Linked DNA regions of Mus musculus: regions 2, 3, 4, 5, 6 and 7 are each linked to region 1. A link is a contact called in public HiChIP or PLAC-seq and promoter capture Hi-C data. All regions are on one chromosome and are shown on one strand. The core of a region is the stretch at or near the end of the contact, and the rest is flanking DNA. Distances in the headings are between cores, read along the strand shown.

Evidence for each region. Promoter capture Hi-C pulls out the DNA fragments that hold promoters and counts their contacts. HiChIP or PLAC-seq counts read pairs in DNA pulled down with a chosen protein or histone mark. Capture Hi-C pulls out chosen DNA fragments and counts their contacts.
Region 2: a FOXA1 HiChIP or PLAC-seq map of pancreatic cancer cells shows a contact between it and region 1. The contact joins the enhancer-like site here to the promoter of Pxdc1 in region 1. A contact is called at or near these places in 20 of 39 promoter capture datasets (the 3T3-L1 cell line, 3T3-L1-derived adipocytes, the C10 cell line and 12 more), 5 of 484 Hi-C or Micro-C datasets (double positive thymocytes, embryonic stem cells, hematopoietic stem cells and 2 more), 18 of 115 datasets of contacts at active chromatin or transcription factors (craniofacial prominence, embryonic basal ganglia, embryonic forebrain and 11 more) and 4 of 9 other capture datasets (adipose tissue, embryonic stem cells, liver and 1 more).
Region 3: a contact with region 1 is called in a FOXA1 HiChIP or PLAC-seq map of pancreatic cancer cells. The contact joins the enhancer-like site here to the promoter of Pxdc1 in region 1. A contact is called at or near these places in 4 of 39 promoter capture datasets (embryonic stem cells, hippocampal neurons and liver), 9 of 115 datasets of contacts at active chromatin or transcription factors (embryonic forebrain, embryonic midbrain, embryonic stem cells and 4 more) and 3 of 9 other capture datasets (adipose tissue, embryonic tail and liver).
Region 4: a contact with region 1 is called in a promoter capture Hi-C map of liver, with 2.7 times the contacts expected there. The contact joins the enhancer-like site here to the promoter of Pxdc1 in region 1. A contact is called at or near these places in 3 of 39 promoter capture datasets (embryonic stem cells, liver and stem cell-derived epiblast-like cells), 2 of 15 datasets of contacts at CTCF or cohesin (embryonic stem cells and stem cell-derived epiblast-like cells), 13 of 484 Hi-C or Micro-C datasets (the G1E-ER4 cell line, cerebral cortex, cochlea and 5 more), 3 of 115 datasets of contacts at active chromatin or transcription factors (astrocytes, embryonic stem cells and stem cell-derived neural progenitor cells) and 2 of 9 other capture datasets (adipose tissue and embryonic stem cells).
Region 5: an H3K27ac HiChIP or PLAC-seq map of embryonic stem cells shows a contact between it and region 1, with 7 times the contacts expected there. The contact joins the promoter of Eci2 here to the promoter of Pxdc1 in region 1. A contact is called at or near these places in 12 of 39 promoter capture datasets (the 3T3-L1 cell line, 3T3-L1-derived adipocytes, the HPC-7 cell line and 7 more), 3 of 484 Hi-C or Micro-C datasets (hematopoietic stem and progenitor cells, muscle stem cells and pre-B cells), 7 of 115 datasets of contacts at active chromatin or transcription factors (embryonic stem cells, extraembryonic endoderm stem cells, heart atrium and 3 more) and 3 of 9 other capture datasets (adipose tissue, embryonic stem cells and liver).
Region 6: a contact with region 1 is called in a promoter capture Hi-C map of adipose tissue, with 3 times the contacts expected there. The contact joins the promoter of Eci3 here to the promoter of Pxdc1 in region 1. A contact is called at or near these places in 18 of 39 promoter capture datasets (the 3T3-L1 cell line, 3T3-L1-derived adipocytes, the C10 cell line and 11 more), 51 of 484 Hi-C or Micro-C datasets (the AtT-20 cell line, B cells, the Ba/F3 cell line and 30 more), 11 of 115 datasets of contacts at active chromatin or transcription factors (astrocytes, bone marrow-derived dendritic cells, embryonic forebrain and 3 more) and 3 of 9 other capture datasets (adipose tissue, embryonic stem cells and liver).
Region 7: a contact with region 1 is called in a FOXA1 HiChIP or PLAC-seq map of pancreatic cancer cells. The contact joins the promoter of Slc22a23 here to the promoter of Pxdc1 in region 1. A contact is called at or near these places in 6 of 39 promoter capture datasets (the HPC-7 cell line, cranial neural crest, embryonic stem cells and 2 more), 5 of 484 Hi-C or Micro-C datasets (cumulus cells, embryonic stem cells and group 2 innate lymphoid cells), 9 of 115 datasets of contacts at active chromatin or transcription factors (embryonic forebrain, embryonic limb bud, embryonic stem cells and 5 more) and 1 of 9 other capture datasets (adipose tissue).

What each region holds. Positions count from the first base shown.
Region 1 is chr13:34,651,252-34,654,432 of GRCm38.p6, reverse strand. Pxdc1 (PX domain containing 1) reads left to right here and starts at 1,752. Exons shown (of 5, transcript NM_025831.3): 1 at 1,752-2,253. The coding sequence starts at 1,998. Gm15908 (predicted gene 15908) reads right to left here and starts at 1,510. Exons shown (of 4, transcript NR_105041.1): 1 at 1,205-1,510.
Region 2 is chr13:34,206,730-34,209,910 of GRCm38.p6, reverse strand. All of the region lies in intron 4 of Slc22a23 (solute carrier family 22, member 23), which reads left to right. Among named protein-coding and RNA genes, the nearest start is that of Gm52037, 10 kb to the right of the region's middle. Within about 2 kb of position 1,645, at least 18 of the 459 cell types and tissues checked have an H3K27ac peak or open chromatin away from gene starts, as enhancers often do. A contact at or near this core is called in pancreatic cancer cells, where this site is marked.
Region 3 is chr13:34,245,393-34,248,573 of GRCm38.p6, reverse strand. All of the region lies in intron 3 of Slc22a23 (solute carrier family 22, member 23), which reads left to right. Among named protein-coding and RNA genes, the nearest start is that of Gm52037, 49 kb to the right of the region's middle. Within about 2 kb of position 1,488, at least 46 of the 459 cell types and tissues checked have an H3K27ac peak or open chromatin away from gene starts, as enhancers often do. A contact at or near this core is called in epiblast stem cells and pancreatic cancer cells, where this site is marked.
Region 4 is chr13:35,014,709-35,017,889 of GRCm38.p6, reverse strand. It overlaps a transcript of Eci2 not described here. Among named protein-coding and RNA genes, the nearest start is that of Eci2, 22 kb to the right of the region's middle. Within about 2 kb of position 1,624, at least 3 of the 459 cell types and tissues checked have an H3K27ac peak or open chromatin away from gene starts, as enhancers often do. A contact at or near this core is called in liver, where this site is marked.
Region 5 is chr13:34,992,650-34,995,830 of GRCm38.p6, reverse strand. It overlaps Eci2 (enoyl-Coenzyme A delta isomerase 2), which reads left to right and starts at 1,687. Exons shown (of 10, transcript NM_001110331.1): 1 at 1,687-1,817; 2 at 2,601-2,763. The coding sequence starts at 1,774.
Region 6 is chr13:34,962,157-34,965,337 of GRCm38.p6, reverse strand. Eci3 (enoyl-Coenzyme A delta isomerase 3) reads left to right here and starts at 1,529. Exons shown (of 9, transcript NM_026947.4): 1 at 1,529-1,584. Gm16984 (a long non-coding RNA gene) reads right to left here and starts at 1,388. Exons shown (of 3, transcript XR_873227.2): 1 at 1,255-1,388; 2 at 502-714.
Region 7 is chr13:34,343,675-34,346,855 of GRCm38.p6, reverse strand. Slc22a23 (solute carrier family 22, member 23) reads left to right here and starts at 1,638. Exons shown (of 10, transcript NM_001382849.1): 1 at 1,638-2,697. The coding sequence starts at 2,059.

The sequences.
Region 1 (3,181 bases), core at 503-3,002:
TTATTCTACTTATTCATCAAGTGGGAAAATTTAAGATATGAAAAAAAGATGATTCAAAGACCATTTCAGAGTGGCACATGCCTCCAAACTCAGCACTCCAGAGACTAAGGCAGAAGGATCAGTGGTTTGAGTCAGCCTGGGCTACAAAGTGAGATCTTATATCACAGAGAATAGGGACTTGGTGTTTATTCTTGTTCTGAGGTGTGTGTGTGTGTGTGTGTGTGTGTGTGTGTGTGTTAACCTGGAAAGCACTGTGGTATCCCAGGTTGGCCTCCAGCTTTAAAAGGTCTTCCTGTCCCTGCCTGGGCTACTTGAATTACATACGTGAGGCACTCCAGACCCCTATCATCTTTTTTTTTTAAAGTAGTAAAATGAAGTTTCTAGGCTGTATAGAAAAGTGATTAATGAATGATCTAAGCGGCATAAAAGATAGCGTGTTCTAACCAGTGACTTCCCAACAGTGACTGCTTTTACTCTGCCATCTCGTTTTACTTCCAGATCTCTTGAAGCAACTTCTATTAATAAGAAAACACTTTCTTCAGCGCCCAGGAATGACAGACTCAAAGTGGTGGCTAGCCTCACAGAGCTAGGCCACTCGAGCAGCAGCGAACTGAACTGGAGACTTGGTTGTTCCCACCCAGCAAACTCTACCCTAAAGATGGGGTGCTTAAAAAAGTGTATTTCTGGGGGGTCCTGGGGATGATGCTGTGATAGGAGACAGCTTCAGAAGGGACATGGCTCCAGGCAGTAGTGGGGATTGGCATAGGCGTGCCTGAGCAGAACTTTTTGGTAAATAGGAGGACTGATTTCTGCAGTGACACGAGCGATCTAAGTACCCGCCCCCTGCCGGGGATGACCGGTCAACGGAAATCAGGGTCAGTGAGGTCCAGAGAAGGAATACCTGTTGCCTAACGTCTTTGTTCACTGACTATTTAGAAGCGTATAAAAAGCATAGTCTTTCTCCCAGGTTGTAGGTAGAAGAATGTCTGGAACCAAGCTACAATTCTTAATGCTAGACACTGTTTTTCAATTGGGAGCCATGCGGTACATTCCTTCTCTGTGGGTCGTTCTGCCAAGGGGGACTTCCTAAGCTCCTCCTGAGTTGCTCTCTCCGGGGAGACCCCGGTCTCCTACAATTCTGTCCCATATTCTTTTGGCGGACAACCCTCCTGGGGATCCTCTTCTAAGAACCACACGGTCTTGCCTTCTGGTCTGTCTGTCCCGCCTCGTCCCGGGCCTCCGTCAAGCTAAGGCACGACCGGAATGCGCGGGAGGACCCGGGGCGGAGTCGCCGGTAACCGATGGGACACGGGGCGGGTCAGCCCGAGTCCCGGCCCAGACCAGGCGAGTCAAGGGCGGCGCGGGGACCAGCACCAGTCCCTCTGCCCGGATTCCCGCTTGGTCTGAGCCCGCGTCCCCGCCCCATGCGGCGCCGCCCCGGGACTCTGGACTCCAGCGACGTGTCGATCCCACCCCCGTGTGGGCCTGGCAGAGTGCTCAACTCGGGGCTGGAGAATCCCGAGGATCCAGAGTGGGAACGAGGAGAAAGTCGCCTTGCGCGCGGGGAGAGCGCAGGACCAGCCTCGCCTAGCAGTTGGCAGACCAGGGAGGAGGCGATTTGCGTGCAGCTCTGGGCCGGGACCGCCCGCGGCGGGTCAGCGGGAGGCAGGAGGGAGGCGCCGCAGCCGGGACTCGACGTCGCCGCCCGCGATGGGAAGTGCCTTATAAAGCCGCAGCCCGTTCAGTCCCACAGACTCCTGGCGGCGCCGCCCTGAGCGCGCGGGCCACACGTAGCCGCCCCAGAGTGAGCGCAGAGCTGCGGCGTATTCGCGGGGCACCAACTTCTCCCCCACGGGGACTCTTAACCGCCGTTGCGGGAATCGAGCGCGTCCCACGGAGAACCCCTGATCGCCCCTGCCAGGACTCACTCTGCCCAGGCGGACCCCAGGCGGGGGCCGAGGGCGCCCCCGGCGGCAGGGGCATGCGCCGCCCGCGGCATGGCCTCGGCGGTGTTTGAGGGCACGTCGCTCGTGAACATGTTCGTGCGCGGTTGCTGGGTGAACGGGATCCGCAGGCTCATCGTCAGCAGGCGCGGCGATGAGGAGGAGTTCTTCGAAATCCGCACCGAGTGGTCGGACCGCAGCGTGCTCTACCTGCACCGCAGCTTCGCCGACCTGGGCCGCCTGTGCAAGCGCCTCCGCGATGCCTTCCCCGAGGACCGGTCTGAGCTGGCGCGCACGCCGCTGCGGCAAGGTGCGGGGCTGCGGGACTGGGGGCACCGGGGGATGCGGGGAGATGCGGTTTTCGGGAGGGGCTTTGTGGGGGAGGAACTTAGTGAGGAGCTCATCCAAGTGCGATGAAGTCCGCGGGAAGAGTTACTTAAAACTCTACTATTCGGCACCTGACGGAGGACATCCTAGACCCCGGCTTTCCTGAATGGTCGTTCAGAAAGGGCTGGGAACCGGCACGGAGTCTGGGGCGCACACTCTTGGAGGATAAATGAGATGGCTGGGGAAAGGGACAAGGTCAGCAGGACTCTCGCCTGACTGTCCCAAAGAACGAGCCTCTAGTGAAGAAGCGGAGGCGACATCCAGAGCTGACAGCTACTGGGTCCCAGCTGCTGTGGAGAACCAGTAGAGGCTGGAATGGGTTTGCTGGAAAGGGTAGAGACCGTTATAGAGTATCGAAACTGGGGTGATCGCAGCAGGTATGATCGCTGCTCAGGTCCTGCCCAGTAGAGGCCCCATCTGTATTCTGCCCCGGGGACAGCTGAGCCTGAAAGCGAGGTGCCACGCAGCAATCTTTTCCACCTCTCCTAGGAGGAGGCCGCCCCGCCTGGATCTGTCCGGCCAACCCAGGGTCCCCACCCCTGAGCCGGGTCCGCATTCGGATTTGATTAGCCATGGCCGCCTCCTCTCAGGCCGTGTGACGGTCCTGGTTGGCTGTGACTGTTGTTTTTCTCAAACAGCAGTGGCTTCCCCTTTGCTTCCTAAGGACAGCAAAAGGACTGGAAGAGTGGAGGAAACTGGAGAGAGACCTTGATAGAGACGGGGGAGGGGGGAAGAATAAAATGTGAGGCAAAGAGCCGGGTAAGCGGTAGGGCAGGAGGGATCAATATAGCTTCTGAGCAGACTTCCCCCCAGTACGTGGCCTCCCGGGGCTCTGAGACCCTTGGACCCAA
Region 2 (3,181 bases), core at 396-2,895, 440 kb after region 1:
TTCTAGTTAGGTGCAGAAGTGGCAAATTCATCTCTTCTGCCTCTTTCCCTCCTTACCCCACCCCCACCCCCTTTCCTGGTAATTAAATCTAGAACCCTGTGCATGCTAAGGGAGCTCTCAACCACTGAGGAGTTCATCCCAGCTCCTTTATATTTTATAGTTTTAGATGAGGTCTTGCCAAATGATCCATCCTGGCCAGGAACTCACTATTCTAATCCGACCTAGCCTCCAGCTTGCTATCACCCTGCCTTGGCCTGGCAAGCGCTGAGATTATAGGTCTGCACCACTTTGTCTGTCAGAGTACCACATTTTCTGTATCACTTGCAAATGGTGTCAAATCAGTTCCCTGTACAGCTTTGCCCCTTTCATGCCCTGTGTACCTTCTGATTTCTATGGCTTGATAATCACTTCCACAGGAGGAAGAGTGAGAAAGTGGAGAATATTAACTGGGGTTTGTGGGTGGATGAGCACCAGCTGCATGCAATATAATGTTACAGATTATAGGTGTGTCTGTATGGGAGCTAAATCTCAGGTCTTTATCTGCTAAAGGCATGAACAGAGTAACATTTAGGGTCATGTCAATCCCTATGTATGCAGGGTTGGTCCACTGTAAAAAGGCTAATGTCAAAGACTTCGTGTGCCCTGCCTGAGCCTGCAGCACTCTGAGAATGCTGTGCACAGTGTGGCTGAGACTGTAGCACTATGAGGATGCTGGACACCAAGTGGCCTGAGCCTGTAGCAAGCACTATGAGGATGCTATGCACAATGTAGCATAGTTTTGCCTTTGAGAGGTGACTTTTAGCCTCAAATCTCAGCAGATAAGATGGGGGCTCTAGCTTGCCAAAGCTTCTGTGGCAGTCTACTGATCTCATTTCACAGATTCAGAGAAATTGAGACCCAGATGAATAACGGACTCATTTAACATCACAGCAACTTTCTGGTGTATTTCTACTATCATTTTCCCAGGGGATTATGGGACCTCAGTTCGTGAAGCACACTGGACACCTTTGAATAACTTCCAATTGTGTTTAATTCCATTCAGACCTTTGAGTCTGTTGCTGTTTCTTTATTTTCTTTGAGGACTCTCTAGATTTTTTTTAAGATTTTATCTATCTTGATTAGAATGGGTATTTTGCCTGAGTGTATCTCTGTGCATCACATGCATGTAGTACCCATAGAGGCCAGAAGAGGATGTTGGATCTCCTGAAAGTGGAGTTACAGATGATTGTTAGCGACCATGTGAGTGCTGGGAACTGAGCTCTGGTCCTTTGAAAGAGTGCTCTTAACCACTGAGCTATCCTGCCAGCCCCTCTAGAATTTTTTTTAACTGTTCCATACATGATCATACCCAGAGAGTCAACAACTAGAGCTAGAGTTATCTCTTTGAATCAGAAGTGCCCTGAGTTCCTTCTACACTCATTTTCGTATGCACATATGGAAAGGTCATCTCCATGAAGTTATACTGACCTTTTGTCCTCTCTGGGCTCGATTTTGTGTCCTGCCTGTATGCCTGCTTGGTCGAAGTTCCACACTGGGCTGGGACATAGGCAGTGGTGCAGTATGTGTTTAGTATGCTTTCCTTCCCAACAAAATAACTTCTTGCAGCCTAAAGTGTGGCTCTTTGCCCTAATGACTCCAACTGCTCCATACATGTTTATTCTGTGAATGATGTCACTGTTGAATCACAGGCAGGAAGGTGTGTCTGTGTACACGGGTATCGCCCTAAAATTAAACACTTTGCAAAACAAATAAAGGAAAGACTTAAGGGTACAACTAATTTAATAAAGCATTGGTGGTTTTATTTCCTTTCTGTACTTTATTTATGAGTAAATGTCCTAGTGCAGTGAATTAAACAGGACACACATGCTTTTTACTCAGAGAACTGCCCAATTGGCTTTTCACCAGCGTGTGTGTTTAATGAACTCTCCAAAAGGCAGCCCAAGCCTCTATTGAAATCAGTGTGAGGGTTCTTAAAAAGCTGCCAGTGCATAGCTATTATCTCTCCTGGGTGTGTACACTAGAAAGACCGAGTCAATGAACACAGAGACATGCACACCCAATGCTTACAGTAGCACAATAGCAAGATATGGAGTCTGTCTAGGTGCCCATCAATGGGTGAACTTAGAAATATGTTGTGTATATACACATGGAGTTTTAGCCATTTCTAAATGTTAGAAGTTCTAACATTTGCAGAAATGTGGATAAAACTGGAAGTCATCATCAGACTCAGAAAGATGAAGAGTGTGAATTTTCTCTCCTGTGTAGAATCTAGATTCAGGAGCAAGTAGGTAAGGCATTCAAACAGAAAGAAACTGCTTGGGAAAAGAAGCGAGGGGTGAGAAGGGGGATGAGGCATACGATCTAATGTGTGATGTATGTTAATGAAAGTGTTATAGTGAAATCCCTTCTTTTGTATAGTGATATATTAATGAACAAAAAAGGCTGTCCTGATAGGAAGCTGGTTGATATTAGATTCTCCCACTGGACAAGAAGACAATTCATTGCTTTTAAACCTTAATGATCATCCTTATACCATGTACCAGTTTTTTAAAATTTTAATCAGTTGTATATATTTATTACTACAAATTGAAATAACAAAATTTTCTTTATTGCAAATTTCCGAAAATGAGAAAAGTTCTAATTATTACCTTCTCATCAAACGACCCCAAATTCTGTTTTTATGTTCTTTCACATTACCGTATTTCATCTCAGACTTGAGACTTGTAAAGCACACGGACCACTTCAGAGTCATTGTGCTTGTTTGAATCAACTCAAGACATAAAAATATAAAGAAGTCATTTGCAAGCATCCAAACTGCTCACATTTCATGTAGAATTCCGGTGACAAGTTAGGAAAAGCTCACAGCACGTTCCCCCCCCTTCCTACCCTCCCCCCCAAAAAATGAATTAAAATAGAACAGAGAACTCAAGCTCAGATTATTAGTTGCTATACACCTCAATTTTCAAAGAGTAGCTTTCACACCTGCTGTATGGCGTTACCAGCAGTAAAGAACAGGATAGCGTCTAGACTTAAATTGACTTGTCTTATTTATTCCCTATTCTAGTAGTCCCAGAAGGGTCCCACCGCAAACTGCCAGCGCATTTGAGCTGTACATGGCTCTCTTCATCCTGGACTCCATTAAGACCAGTGCTTATTGTTTTTTTTTTCAATCTGGAAAATA
Region 3 (3,181 bases), core at 239-2,738, 410 kb after region 1:
TCTGACAGAAGTCTGAAGCACATGACAAGAACACCCCATTCTGAATCCTGTTTTACAAATTGGTCAGATGGTCCATTCCACAGCCTTTGGGGCAGGTGTTGTCACCTCTATAAAAGGCTAGAACAGAAACATTGCAGCTGTGGGGAGCCTGCTACCGCAGCTCAGTAACTCCCTTCCTTATAGCCCAGAATGACCTTAAATTCAAATCCTCCCGCCTCATCTTCTCACATGCACTGCTGTTCAGATGCAATAGCAGCCGGGACAGTCTGGAATGAAGCTAAAAGCTGTGTTCGTTCTAACAAAGCATTGTTTGTGAGGGCTAAAATCTTAATTCCATACAAGCTTCACAGCCCTTTAAAAGTGTCATGTCATTCTTAGCGCCAAGCTGGCCATGAATTGTACAAAAACAGGGCAGGGGGCAGGGGGCAGGGGTCGTTTCCTTAAGTTTCTGACCCTTCTTGACAGCAAGGTTATACAGCAGTCAGTCTACAACACATCCCAGAAGATTAAGGTTAGAGTCCACTTGATGCTTCTTGTTCGGTGTTTAAAAAACAAAAGCATTCCATGCATTGCACATAATACAGATTAAGAGTTTAATGAAGATGCACACGTGTGCCTGTGTCTCCAGTCACGATTATCATCTAGTGTCTGGAAAGAATCTTGCATCTGTGATGCTACCTCTTCCTCCGGATTGTTGAACACAGGCTTAGAAGTCTACGAAGAGTTAACACTCCCTGGTGGTGATCATCTCCATCATGTGATGGAGGAGTTAAAACCCCAGTATGGGTCCCTTCTTCAAAGGTTGTATGGGAGAGCATTAGAAGCAACAAACCTGTCCTCGTAAAGCATGCTAGAGTTCTTCCCACTTTCCCATTCAACTCATTTCTAAGTTGTTTCAAGAATTTCTCTTCTCCCCTCTCCCTTTCTATCTCCCCATACAGTGTGATATTTAAACTACTTGGTTGGTTGAATATTCAATATTCTCTGACAAACAGAAGCACAATGATATGTAGGAAGAGAGATGATGCATCCTAATATAATAAAAACAGCTTATACCAACATTGACAGGCTAACTACCAGCCAGGCTCTGAAGAGGTGCCGGGAGAGGAAAGAAAGGATATTCCTACCCTGTTTAGCACCTGCAGGGATACACTACAGATGATTCACATCAAAGAGAGAATACCCCAAATGCCAGGGGCCACAGGGCTGCCGTGTAGCTTCAGACCTGTGTTTTGATAGAAGAGTTGAGTCATTCCTTGGACTAGATTTAGACAGGAGAGGGAAATGCATTCAGGATTCCCACTAGCCAGTTCTGTGCTATTCAAGGCTTAGGGGACAAAACCCACCAGCACAGAGAACTGGGTGGGGAAAGATGACAGGTGGGAGAAGAGGCCAGAGGAAATCTTCCGTCTCCTAAGTTCTTGGGTAGAAAGCCCTGCTGTCCTTACAGCCAAGGCAGGAAACGTCATCCTTCCTTATTGACCTGCTCAGAGGAGACCTGGTGACTTTCATGTTTACCCAGGGGGAGCAGTTGTTTACTTTCCAGCGGGATAATGAGAGATTGGCTTCTATTTCTAGCCAGGTGATGAGGTTGGAGGAAGCAAGTGGAAGGGAAGAGGATCAGTTGGCTTCCCTCTGGAACAAGGATGCAAACCTTAGATAGTCAACTCCTGCCTCACCCTGGCTCTAGGTATGGGGACTTTTGGTCTGTAGCTCCTTGGGGAAAGGGCTGTCTCTTCATGATCAGGTGAAGACCCTTCCTGGGATACTAAATGACCTTTCCTGTGTGTGTGTGTGTGTGTGTGTGTGTGTGTGTGTGTGTGTGTGTGTGTGTATTTGGTCATCTCCTGGTTGGATCAGAGAAGTGAGTGTTGACTCACTGAGGCCCATGACCTCAGACAGGACCTACTGTGCCCTGCTATAAGACTAGACTCTCAGTGGAGAAGAGAACTACCAAGGAGACACAGTAGGTTTGCTCCTGAAAAGACTGTCTTAACTAAAATGTATCTGGTTAGTTGGAAGATGAGAAGACTGTAAGAGACTATTGCAGCTGGCTTAGTAAGAGGGGCAACAGCCCAGATGGGGGGTGGGGGGCAGGAGACTAGGAGGAGGAGAAAGAATAAGCAAGGTCTGGAGAGATAGGATCAGGAGAATAAAAGTAGGCTTGAGAAGAATCACAAGTGTCCCATAAGTATGAGGACTGAGTGGAGGGGCTCTTGTCCAAGAGAGGGACAGACAAGAGAGCAGCCCAGGAGACCCAGACAGACCCAAGCCATCTAAACAGAGGGCCAAGAGATCTGAAGAAAGCTTGACGTCCAGAAGACCCAGATAGAGAGGCAGGAGCCCCAAACAGAGAGCCATGACATTTGAGGACACCCTTCTGTGGTTGATCTCGTCCTGCTGCCTCTCACCAAGGGAAATGGTTGCTGAGCTCTGCCACTGGAGTCCTAGTGAGCACTCCATAGTTCTGCTGTTAGAAGTAAACGTCGCAGGAAACCTGGGTATGCAAGGCCCGGCAACTGCCAGTGCATCATCTGATGTGTGTTCTTTATGATAGCCATGGAGGTGCAAGAAGTAGAAGGATCCATCTGCACAAGGAGCCAGTGTCATGCAAAGGAAGCTGGTGTGCATGGGTGTGTGGTAGTGCGACTACAATGGGAAATGACCAGAGATCCAGCCTGACAGTGAGGGCTTCAATGGCATCACCTCCCAGCCAGACCTTGCAGGAACTCCTCGAGGAGGCAGTGTCTTCAATGACTGTGAGAAATGTTGACGGTGAGATTCTGAAAAATAAATGCAAGCTGATAATCGACCTTTTAAAAAATTCTTAAAGATCGGGAGGAAACCCGCAGTTTGAGCATGCTTAGATTGTTGATGGTTTCACACGTATTTTTATATTTCTGTATTGCCGTAAAGTTCCCACAGTTTGTGTTGAGTTTAAAGGGGTAAGGTGTACGTTCTTTAAATGCTAGCAGGAGATAATAGCCGTATGTCCTGATCCAAGCCAGCTTCACCTGGGCTGAGGAGGACTCTCACCTGGATCTTAAGACGATTAGAATACCTCACTGGTGCTGTGAGGACTGAGTGTTTCTCACAAGAGGATTGAGACAACAAAGGTGTGGCAGAAAGGCATCTGGAGGGAGCATTTGGGGAACCGAAAGCCAGCGAGTAATGTTCCAGG
Region 4 (3,181 bases), core at 375-2,874, 360 kb before region 1:
AGAAAAGCTACCCAGGTCCTTAAGGCCAGTGGCTAACAACCTGGAGAAAAGCCTGAACTCCAGAGAAAAAGGAACAATAAACTTTTGAGTACTCCCATCTGTCTGATGATTGGACACATGGATTATAAGGTCCTGACGGCACTGCTCTGCCTGATGGAGTGTTCTATGCCTAAGGAAGTAATTCACAGAAATCAAATAGGACTTTAGACATCCCAGTGAAATGACAAGATTATACCACTGAGGTTGGTGTGGTTAAGTCTTGTTATCAGAGCATCACAGTAAGGGATGATGGTCTTCTAAGAGTTGGGCCAATTAGAGGTTCTTAGAACGGTCGTTATGGGTGCGCCCTTACAGGGACTGTGAGATGAAGTTCCTCTTTCTCTCTTTACTTCTCCCCTCTCTCATTCCACGTACTCCACCCCACCTTTTTTTGCTCCCTGACATTAGATGTGTGGACTCATTCAACACACGCCACCTACCCTGAGACATCACCCCTGCAGAGGCTCAACCCAATGGGACTGTCTGATTTTAACTTTTTAAAGATAGAGTTTTATGTATCCCAGGATGGATTCAATTTTGCTATATAACCAAGGCTGGCTTTGAACTCTATCCTTCTCCCTCCATCTCCCAGGTGTTGATATTAAAGATATGTGTGAAACTTGGCAACTTTCCTTGCCTCAATAAGCAAAACCTCAGATCAAATGTTTATCCATTTCATTAAAAAAAATGAAAATCTCATAGAAGCTATCTTATGGTTGTATTGCTATACTGGGTATTAGTTGCTGAAGAATATAGTGTCTTCTAGTTGAGTGTGTTCAGTGGGGTGGCACAGCCTCCAAATGAGAGGGTCTTTATTCTGATAACTGGAGTCTGTTGCTATTGATGCCATAACTTTTTGCTTGACTCAAAAAACTGGCTGATACTTTCTATAGGTACGAAATGAAGTGCTAACTCATTTCACTTAGAAACCAAGAGAAGCACATTCCAGAAAACTAGCAGAAAAAAAAATGGTTCTCCCTACTTACTAAACATGTAGCTCATCTTCTAAGGACTCAACAGATATGTGGGGAACATCGGTTAGAAAGGAGCAAGATCAATATCTGGGTGAGTGACCCATAAAGCAACAGTCACTACATGGGACTTAAGATTAGAGTTTTGATAAATGATTTACATTTCCTAACTTAAAAAAAAAAAGAAGACTGCCTCCCAGAAACACCTCATGTTCAATTTTAATGTTCATTAAAATTCTTATTAACTCTGTTCATTCATAAGAATAACTAACAGGGGAATCGCTGTGGTCATAAATTTGAGCTCCCAGATGACAGAGTCACTAACTCTAAGGCCTTGTGAAATCTACATGGACTCTGGGCTTCACCACCATGTCAGTAAAGTAACAAAAACAGTGTACTCTGTAGCCGATACTTGTAAACAATGGTGGCTCATTGATGATGCAGAGCATAACTTATTGAATTTCATCATCATTGAACTTTTGCTAATGTTGCATAGCAAACATGTGAACCCACAATACAAAATGATCATTGTGTGGCTTCCTGGAACTGATACTAGTGGAAATTTTTGTCCTTACTCTGTATAGCAAGAGGAGCAGAAGCCTGAAATCCACAGCCAACTCATCACTCCAGAGCTACACAGTGCACCACCGCAAAGGCTCAACTTTACTCCAGTGTCCTTTGCTAATGCCTGGCACCCACAAAATGATCAATAAATACTTTATGGGGACATGACTGATGAATGAATGTTGCCAATATGTCAACATTGCCAGTGTTGCCAACTCCTCCATGAAACAGATGCCTGTGGCAAAGGAGTCATTGTACATGAATCTCATAAACGAGTTATTTGTCCTATTGGCCTATGATTGATAGCAATGCTTTAATACATTAATTCCATCTGGCATCCTATGACATCTCAGTACAGCATGTCATTAGATTTATGAAGACTATTTTCAATAAAAATTGGGCTTAAGATCTTAAAGGAAATGAAGTGCATGCTAACTTTCTCTGCCATAAAACTAAAGATGCTTAGAGTGTGACAGTGGTTGGATAGGACCTGTGAGTTTTCCATCAGTGAATCCACTATTTTAACATGATTCAGGTCATTCATCACAACTGAAGAGAACACTGTTGGGAAAGAGGATTCGTAATTCAGCTGGGGACCCAAGTCATGTCTCTCGTCTGACACTGTTGAGTGCAGAACTGCCCTGTGCCCAGGGCAGTGCAGGAAATAGAGTCCCACTGCAGGCAGAAAAATTTGAGAAGTCAAGTACAAGAGACCAAACCTGTAAGGCACAAAATCAACCAATAAGATTAGGGAAGAAAAAGCAACCATCACCATCTTCATGCATACCACGCAAATGGGCATATTAAACTTAAAAGCCAAAAGAAAAAAATAAGAATTTAAAAAGGAAAATATCTCAAAATTTAAAAGGCACAATGCAGGCACCACAGCAAATTGAGAAAAAAAAAAAAAGACTGTATCAATAAATTTGAAAGTAGAGCAGTAGAGTTTAGTTAATCTGGAAAAAAAAAGATACCAAAATGATGTACAAAATGTAAAAGAGCTACATGAAGTGGGGATAGGCATCTCATCAGCACTGCATGCACAGAGAAAAGGTAAGGACACTGGACTGAGACAGACAAGATATTTACAGAGCTCCTGACTAAAAACTTCTCTAACGCAGTAGGAGAGATAAATTGGCATATCTAGGAATCTCAACAAGCACCGAAACAAGATAAAAATGATTACATATATCAAAACCAAACAGCTGAAGGACAAAGACAATTCAAAAATCATAAGCAGGATATATGAACTTTAATCTCAGCACCTGGGAAGTTGAGGCAGGGGGATTGTATAACGGCAGCCAATCTGAGTGCCATAGATTCTTGGAAGAATAGAAAGATCTTAGAAGAAGAACAAAAAGGTGGGAAAGACAGCAGGAAGACGATGCATGTGTACACGGAGCAACAGCTCCAATATTAGACAGGAGAGGACATGAAGGAGTCACCCAAAGTCATGCCGGAATGCAAAAAGTCTTTAAGTGCTGAAAGAAAGGAAAGAGGAACTCCAAATTCTGCACATAAGGGAAATTCCTCCTGTTTTATCTGTGGTGTGGAGTGCCCAGAAGATGGGAAATAAAGAAAGTACTGTCAGTGTGCCTGAGGCAGGC
Region 5 (3,181 bases), core at 438-2,937, 340 kb before region 1:
AAAACAGAAAACAAACAAAAAAAAAAACAGCTACTAAAAGATCACAGATCACAGATACATACAGAGAAACCAGTAGTGAGACAGAGGACATTCAGGCTTCTTTAAGATTTCTAGACTTCACTGTTGATTGCTATTGATAGAATTTTTATATGCCATAATGATAACATGAGCTGATGGTTTTAATAGTATAAATAAAAACAAGCACTCTGGTTGGCATCTCCATCCATCATAGGTTCCATGGCACCGTCTCAAGAAACATCTCCCAGAATACTGAGCAGACCCTGTGAAGTAGAACCCCCAAGATTCAGTTTCACTGGGAACATTTCCTGGCTCTTGTGACCACCAGGCCTGGGTGTCTGTATCAAATCCCTTCTTAGACAGCACTGCTCACGTGCAGTCAAGCCTCTAAGGTAGGACCTAATTGACCCACACACCTCCTTCTCCAAGGTCTTTATAAGAACCAGGAGTGGAGATTCGAACTCTGGTGAGATCTTGAGGAGGATTCTGCCATTCTCACTCTAGTACAGAAACAAAACTCTCAGAGACATGCCCGGGCATCTTGACTGCACTGTAAAGTAGATCAAAAGCATACCCAATGGCTCTTTTTAAAAAAATGTATTTGTTGTAACTTTTTTGTTTTACTTTGTCTATTTATTTAACTGTCGTTATGTAATTGGTTTTGCATACTGGTATTATGCATACCATCTGTGTGTCTGAGGGCTGTTTAGGTCATAAAATGTGTCTGTCCCCTTGGAACTGGAGTTATGAATGGTTATGACCCACCCTGTAGATTCAGAGAAACCAAACCCGGGCTTTCTGCAAGAGCCACGACTGTTCTCAAATAGCCTAGTCAATTCTCTAGCTCTACCAATTAGCTCTTCCGTGGCTCTCTATTACTCTTAGCACAGAACATATATATATTCATATCAAGAATTTTATCTACGTGCAAAGAGGATCATTTGAGTCGGCAGGGAGGTCTAGGACTCACTATGAAGGTACTTTACAATGCTAGTTCCAGGTCTCACACACTACAAGAGCTTCTTAACGTGGGCGCAGTGATCCTCAAGCTCAACTAATACTCTGCTCAGTGTGGTTCCCTTTCCTTGCGAACTGCCCCACCCCCACCCCAATCTTCAGCCAGACGTGGTGTTTACTGGAGGTGGCCTCTGCTAAGCATGAGAATCACCTTAGGGGCAAACGCCTACATTAATGAAGCTTATACCGTTTCATGTTCAGCTTAAACTTAATTGTGCAAGATAAGCATATCCAGGAGCACTCTTGTCCATATAATCTTTTAAACATAATGTTCCATGACCTTAGACTGAACGTGCTCAGGAGCGTGCTCCTAACTAAACATTCTGGGAGCTGTCCGGTTTGTAAATAAATATGCTTAGGCTCTCTGATTAATATTCCGAAGAACACAGTGAACCGCCTCCGTACCCTGTCCCTCTTTGCCAGATCTTGTGCCAATCACCTTTGTACGGAGTTGGACCTGGGCCAGGCATTCTAGGCTCCTCCTCGAAACCCGCCCATTCTCAACTCTGAAGGAGTCGCTAGTCGCACCCCTGCCCAGGGCTCACATCCAAGATTATCTCCGCCAGTCTTTTTGTCCCCGGGTCCTTTCACAGGCCGAGCTCACATCCTGGCCCCGCCCCTGAACCCTGGCCCCACCCACGCCCGGAGCGCACCTCTGGCTCCGCCCCTTCCCGGTCTTGCCCTGCAGTTTCTGCTGGGCCTAAGCCTCCGGGCTCAGTTTGACCACAGTATCTAGCTATGGCGGCAGTGACCTGGAGTCGGGCTCGATGCTGGTGTCCGAGGTAAGCTTGCAGCCTCGACTCTCCGGCCCAAAGTCGCCAGCGGGAATTTTCGCCCGCCCACGGAGCCGCCCGCTTTGTCATCTGGCCTGGCTAGCGAGACAGCAGGATATTACTTTGACGATTTCCCAGCGAGAGAGCTCTAAAGAGTGACCTCGAAGGTTCTTCCTCTGCTGAGTCCCAAAGGGTAAGGATGGACGCGCTCCGGTCGCCTCCGTCGGTGCTTGGGTCCCCGGGGCACCCAGGCCTCCAGGCCCAGCCCGGGACTTCCTAGGGCACGCACGCAGTGCCTTGGCTAAGATGACACTTTGTCCAATATTGCTAGTTAGCTCTGAGCGCTGCTGAACCAGTGTGGGGTTTCAAGCAGTAAGCTCACTTTGTTCAGAGAAGTGGCTGGAGAGAGTGCTCCATAAGTAATAACCCAAAGAACTATGGAGCAAAGTGAACCGCTGTGTGACTTTCTCAAAAGGCAAAACTTACCCTCCATTTGAATGAGCGTGCAATAAGCGTCAGTGGGAAGTTGCTTACTTAGGGAAACTGTTGGGGTTTTTGTTGTTGTTGTTGTTTTTGTTTGTTTGTTTGTTTGTTTTTCGAGACAGGGTTTCTCTGTATAGCCTTGGATATCCTGGAGCTCACTTTGTAGACCAGGCTGGCCTTGAACTCAGAAATCCGCCTGCCTCTGTTGTAGATGCATGCTGTTCTGATCAACATGAGTTGGAGCCAATCAGTAATCCTGTTGCTGCAGAAATAAAAGGGCAAGGAACAAACAGAAACCACTATTTGTAGTGTCCTGCAGGTCTTCAGATTACAAGTGGCTAAACTGCACTTGGGCAGACCAACAATGAGAGCCAGTCAGCAGGACTTTGAAAATGCATTGAACCAGGTGAAACTCTTGAAGAAGGACCCGGGAAACGAAGTGAAGCTAAGACTCTATGCACTGTACAAGCAGGTAATAGACTGAGCTCTGTTGTAACTTAAACGCATTTTGAGCAAATGATTCCTGAATTTGATACGTTTCTGATACGTTTCTAACACTGTTTCTAACATTCCGGTTGCATGGCTGGCTCCCCTTTGGGGTGTATGTATGCAGGCTTTATTTTGTTTTGTTTTTCATATTAGGCCTTTATATGCTATTAAAGCACAGAGTAGCCTCCTCTGCTTCTCTCCAGAATAAAGAGATTTGGAAGATACACCATTTATATTCACATGTTTGGAGCCTGCTTGAGCCCTTCCTAATGAGAATAATTCACTGGGGCAGTTGGATAAACTTGAATACGGACCGAGTTTTACCATCATTTACCAGTGTCCTGGTTATCGTTAACAGTGCCATGATTAATTATATAATAAAATGTTGGTGTTTCGGGGAA
Region 6 (3,181 bases), core at 280-2,779, 310 kb before region 1:
GTGCAGGAAGAAAATCTGAGGTTACAGGTGAGAGAGAAAAAAATGGTTGAAGACAAGAGACAAGAGAAGAGGAGATGGAAGGAGAGGAGGGGAGGGAGGGGGAGAGGGGATGGGTGAGAGGGAAAGGAGAGGAGAGGACATGGAAGGAGAGGGAAGGAGGGGAGGAGAGGAGAGGGAAGGAAAGGGGTTGGGGGTGGGGAGCGGTCCGTTCTCTTCCAGTTTCATAGATGAGCAGCACCACTAAACCGAAGCAGGATACAGGAGGGAGAATGAAGAGTACAAAGTCCTTTGTGCCTAACAGAGTCATAATAGGTCCCTCCCCGGCAATTACACAGCGGGATATCACAGTCACCTTGGTACCACTTTCCCTGGTGCTTTCAATTCAATTCAAGGAAGTTCCAATTCCTTTGCTTGAGCTGTGGCTTACTGTAAAAGAAATACCTGGAAGCATAGAGCCAGAGTTAACCCTTCTGACAGCTTACAGAAAAGGTGGCAACTGACCCCAAAGTCGTTGTCACAGGTGGAAACACACGGGACTAGCAGCGACCTCATGTCACCAAAGCACTCAGGCTTGCAGGCGACTTCCTTGGGGAGACAGTGCCTTGGCGAAGGTGACACTTTGTCCAAGCACCAATTGCTAGTTAGCGGAGCGCGGCAGATGCGTAATCCCTTATCACCAGCGTGGGTTTCAACGGTTCACTCCTGTCAAGCAGACTGTCCGGAGATGAAAAATGGTGTTTAATAAACAGCAGGCAAGGGCTGAACAAATTGCTAGTCAGAAATAGTCCTAAGAGACCTGCTCTGGAGAGCAGGATCACAACGGGAGAATGGAACCAACGGTCAGAGATTTCCCACGTAAAACACTGTCTGGACTGAGAAACCATGGGCTGCAGAAACCCAGAGAGGCTGGGCACCCCAATTCTAAACGAAAATAGGTTGGGATGTCCACGGTAATCCAAGCACTTAACAGGCAGAGAGACAGAAGGATCAGCAAAGTTTAAGTGAGGCAATTTATCGTGAGATTTTTGCCTCGAAACAAATGTTTTAAAATAAAAAGCAAAAAGCTGAACACCATGGTGTGTGCCCCTGCACCCAGCACTCTGCGGGGAAGTCCATTATCGGCTACGTTCAGCACCCTCCCCTCTCTGCCCAGCACCCGGTTCTCTGCCTCCTACCCCAAAGCCCCGCACCCTACCCTCTGCATCCAATCCCCTGCACCTTGTTCTTTGAACCCAATTCCCAGAGCTCACTCACTGAACTCTGCACCCATAGGCCCTTCTCTGCCCAAAGCTCCTTGTCCTCTGCGGCCAGAGTCATGCGCCATGCTTCTGCTTCCTCAACCAAGTGCCCATCCCTGAAACCTTCTCGGGCCCAACTCAGACCACGCCCCCAGTCTCACTTTTCCTCTGCCTTCCTCTGTTCCTGGAGTCTTTCGTTCCACTCAGGATTCACTTCTGGATCCGCCCCCTGCCCAGTTCCTCCCACCGATTCCACCCATTCTTAAGCGTCTCGGCTCTGTTTGTCCTCAAGGCTGGCTTTAACTTCCTTCCTTGAGCAGAAGAGTACGCGGTGCTGGTGTCCTAGGTAAGCTTGCAGCCTCTACTGTCTGGCCCAAAGTCTCCAGCGAGGTTTGTCGCGGGCCCGCGGAGCCGCCCCGCTCTGTCATCTGGTCTGGCTAGCAGGACAGAAGGATATTGCTTTGACGGTTTCCCAGCGAGAGAGCTCTAAAGAGTGACCTCGCCTGTCTTGTACGAATGGATGTGCTCAGGCCGCCTAGAAAGCCTGGACTAGCAGCGACCTCATGTCACCAAAGCACTCAGGCTTGCAGGCGACTTCCTAAGGGAGACAGTGCCTTGGCGAAGGTGACACTTTGTCCAAGCACCAATTGCTAGCTAAGTGGAGCGCAGCAGATGCGTAATCCCTTATCACCAGCGTGGGTTTCAAGCAATTGGTTGACCTAGTTGAGAGAGGTAACTCAAAAATCTAAACCTACACTCCATTTGAATAAATTTGCTTTAAATGAGCCTTTACATTTTACAACGTCTTTTTTTTTCTCTCTCCTTGGAATAACCCTTGTCAAATTCAAATAAAATGTAGAGGAAAAAAATCTGTAATCTGTAGACAGATTTTATTCAGTGATCATTTGAAACTAGATTATTGGGACAGCAGAGAGAGAATATAACTATGGCATTTTGCTCTGTAGGGTTTGGGACAAATCGGCAATCCTGCTGCAGAAATGAAGGGCAAGGAACAAATAGAAACCAGTGTTTGTAGTCTCTGCAGGTCTTCAGGTTACCAGTGGCTCAGGTGAACCTGGATAGACCAAAGCCGAGAGTCAGTCAGCAGGACTTTGAAAATGCAATGAACCAAGTGAGACTTGAGATGGAGGACCCAGGCAACGAAGTACAGCTAAGACTCTATGCACTAGATAAGCAATGTAAGCCTGAGATCTGACATTGTTTAAAAAAAAAAAAAAAATGTGTGGGCTGGAGAGACAGCTCAGCAGTAAGTGCTTACTGCTCCTCTAAGAGGATCCAGGATTGGTTCTCAGCACCTTCAACCCTACTTTTTTTTTTCCATTTTTTTATTAGGTATTTAGCTCATTTACGTTTTCAATGCTATACCAAAAGTCCCCTATACCCCCCACCCCCCTACCCACCCACTTCCCCTTTTTGGCCCTGGCATTCCCCTGTACTGGGGCATATAAAGTTTGCAAGTCCAATGGGCCTCTCTTTCCACTGATGGCCTATTAGGCCATCTTTTGATACATATGCAGCTAAAGACAAGAGCTCCGGGGTACTGGTTAGTTCATATTGTTGTTCCACCTATAGGGTTGCAGTTAGCTGTCTCTTTTTTTTTTCCTGTTTTTATTTATTTATTTATTTATTTATTTGTCATCTTGCTATTTGTGAGGTGTTTCACATTTTTTTAAAATTAGGTATTTTCCTTATTTACATTTTCAATGTTAGCTGTCTCTTAACTCTAGTTTCAGACCTCTGTGGTCACAAGGCATGCCCCTGGTATACATACATACATACATATCATACATATATACATACACGAGATGCATGCATGCAGGCTTTGGTTTGTTTTGCTGTTTCTATTAGAGTTAGGCCTTGAAATACTGTTAAAGTACAAGGTAGCCCCAAGTATCTCTCCTGAAAAAATGTAAAAGATTTAG
Region 7 (3,181 bases), core at 389-2,888, 310 kb after region 1:
GGGGTGAGCGCGTCCCAAGGATTAGCTCTTCAAGTGATGAGGGGAAGAAAAGTTAAACTAACCAATAAAGTGAAATTAGGAGAAGAAGGTGGAGGAAGAGGGTAGAGGGGGAAGGGGAGGGGGAGGAAGAGAAGGAGGAAGAGAAGATCACATGTATTGGCAGGTTGCACTGTCACTCCTGATTTTGAAAATAATACTTTATTAGATTATAATCATTATACTGCATGATGGGTTTCATAATGACATTCTCACTCAAGTATGTCATTAAATGTGCTTAAATTTCCAGACTGGGTTTCCCAGACCTTTAGTGTCTTCTGCAGCCTGTGTCTCTTCCGTCTATTGTTATCTAATCTCCCCTTCCCAGCCACTCAGGAAAATTCACAGTTGGGTTCCCCAAAGTCCAGCTCTCTGGCAGTCTTCAGAAATAGTTCTCTCCACGTGTCAGAATTTCAGCAGTAAGTACATGTTGACTGGAACATTGAGCTGCATGCTTAAAAAAAAAAAGTCTCCCACTAAATTATACAACATGCAGCTGAGAAAATAACGGAGATGCTTAAAGAACGCATTCCATACATGTACTCGCAGGATATGCTTTTGGGAAAAGAACGCGAGCTTCCTTCCCCTGTGCTAAATAAGACTAGAGATAGATTGCTCCATTTAAGATTTCCATTAATTCCATTAATAAACTTCTCAGAATATGAAATGTCTCGAGAATGTAGTGAGGCTAAGATGAAAGCCGCATAATTCTCACTGGTGTCAGGCCTGGCACGCAGGAGAAGATATGCTAATGCGGCCGTTTGCCGCAGGGCTGGTGTTATTTATATAGTGCTAGCTGGGCAAGGCTGGCTCTGGAGTCTGGAGTGCCAAGAGCATTTGGATCTCCTGTGAGGTGTAGATGTGTGCGCGCCTGTGCGCAGAGCATAGGAATTGTGATTCCGAGACCTTGGGGAGGGGGTGGGGCAGGCCGCCCTCATTCACGTTTGTATCGAGTGTGTGGCTTCTGTTGAAGGTCTAGCCTTCTAGAGTTGTGTTTATTTGACATTCATTCTGGAGCACAGAAAGAAATGGCGATTTGGGGCGGGTGCTGCAGTAGGTCGTGTGTGACCCAGCGTTGTAAGGGGCTGTCATCCTAAAATTGGCAAACATGCCTCCTTGCCCCAGCTCCGTGACCATAAAAAGCTGCCTTATTTGAGTCTGGAAGAAGAACAGAAGGTTGTTCTGGAAGACAGGCAACCCTTGGGCTCAAGACCAGGAGTGGGGTGCCAGCCGCCAGGCACCTCGGAAACGAACAGAGGTCACGGAGAGCCGGTGTGCCCGGGGCGAGGTCCCTTGCGGCTGTGGGACTTGAGACTGGCAGACGACACTGTCCTCTCACTCCCAGCCAGTGCAGACTCCTTGGTGACCCCCGTCCCCCGCGCCCAGAGACCACCAGGGATCTTGCAGCGGCCCGGGTGTCCCTCTCCCCGCCCCTGCGTCTGTCCGGGCGGTGGCGACACGGCCCGGCTGGAGGGGGCGCTCGTGCGCAGGAGCGGCGCAGCAGGTGCCGCGGTTACCTCCACCTCGGCGGGGGGAGAGGGGGCGGGCCGGGGCGGGAGGCGGAGGCCGGCTCGGTGAGCCGAGAGCGCGGCCGGCTCCGCAGGCTGGCTGCGAGCTTGCGGCTTCCGGGAGCGCCCGAAGTCCGTGGAGGATCTCCCAACCCGCGGCCGCCGGCGGCCCCAGCACAACGCGCACCGGTGCCCGCAGGGCCCCGAGTCGCGACAAGGGCGCGGGTCCGGCTCCTCCTCCTCCCCGGCCGGCGCGCATCAGCGGAGAGCCTCGTAGCTAGGCGGGCGCCCGGGCCGCGGCGCGGATGAGCCGCGGCGGCTGAGGACTCGAACGGTTTCTGCCCGGCGCCCAGGGCACGGGGGTGCGCGGGTGACATGGGGGTGGCCTGACTCGCCGGGCCCGGAGCACTCTCTCCGGCCGCGGGCCCTCCTCCTCGGCGGCGGCGCTGTGCCCGGGCGCCCGCCGAGCTCCGCCGCGCTCTATGCGCCTCTGCGGGAGCCGCGGGCCCTGGCCATGGCGATAGACCGGCGGCGTGAGGCGGCGGGTAGTGGTGCCGGGCGGCAGCCGGCCCCGGCGGAGGAGAACGGCTCCCTGCCGCCCGGGGACGCGGCGGCCTCGGCGCCCCTCGGAGGGCGCGCGGGCTCCGGCAGCAGCGCGGAGATCCAGCCACTGCCTGCGCTGCACCCCAGCGGCGGCCCGCACTCGAGCTGCTGCGCGGCGACAGCCGCCCCGAGCCTCCTGTTGCTGGACTACGATGGCTCCGTGCTGCCCTTCCTCGGGGGCCTGGGCGGCGGCTACCAGAAGACCCTGGTGGTGCTCACCTGGATCCCGGCACTGTTCATTGGCTTCAGCCAGTTCTCGGACTCCTTCCTTCTGGACCAGCCCGATTTCTGGTGCCGCGGGGCCGGCAAAGGCACCGAGCTGGCGGGTGCCACTGTCACCGGCCGATGGGGTGACATGGGCAATTGGACCAGCCCCTCGGCCACCCCCTTCTCCACTGCCTCCTGGGGGACCACGAGCAACCGAAGCAACAGCAGCGACACACCACCCCTCCCATCCCCTCCAGGCAAGGGGAACAACGACTCAAATTGCGACTGCCACGCGTGGGACTACGGCATCCGCACTGGTCTCATCCAAAACGTGGTCAGCAAGGTAAGGGCCACGACCGCCGCGTCCCCGCGTTCTTCTTGTGAACCTTTTTCTTCTGACCTCGGTCGCCTCTGCTCTGTGCTCCATCTCTCATTCTCTGCAGACTTAGGTCCAAACCTACCCAGTTGAGGAACCCAAAATGTTAGCCTGTGTACGCACAACCCCGCATTGACTGGGCTCCCGGCTGTCCCTCAAAGGAGATGCTCTTACTTGGATGTGAAGCCAAGGCTTTTTTGCCGCCCTCTGCGGTGCCCGTGACGCTGCATCCGCTTCAAAGAGACCGACTTAGCCTTTTCTAATATCCACACAAACTCCTGTCCCAGTGCACATATGGAAAGGGCTCCCCTCCCCCGAAAGGTTCAAATCCTCTCCTCTATCTAGCTAAGGTGTCAGACTCACTGATGGCTCAGCAGGGGCCCTGGAAGACTCAATCCCTCTTCTAGGGCTTCTCCTTGGAGCCAGGACATAGCCATGTTCTTTCTGCAGG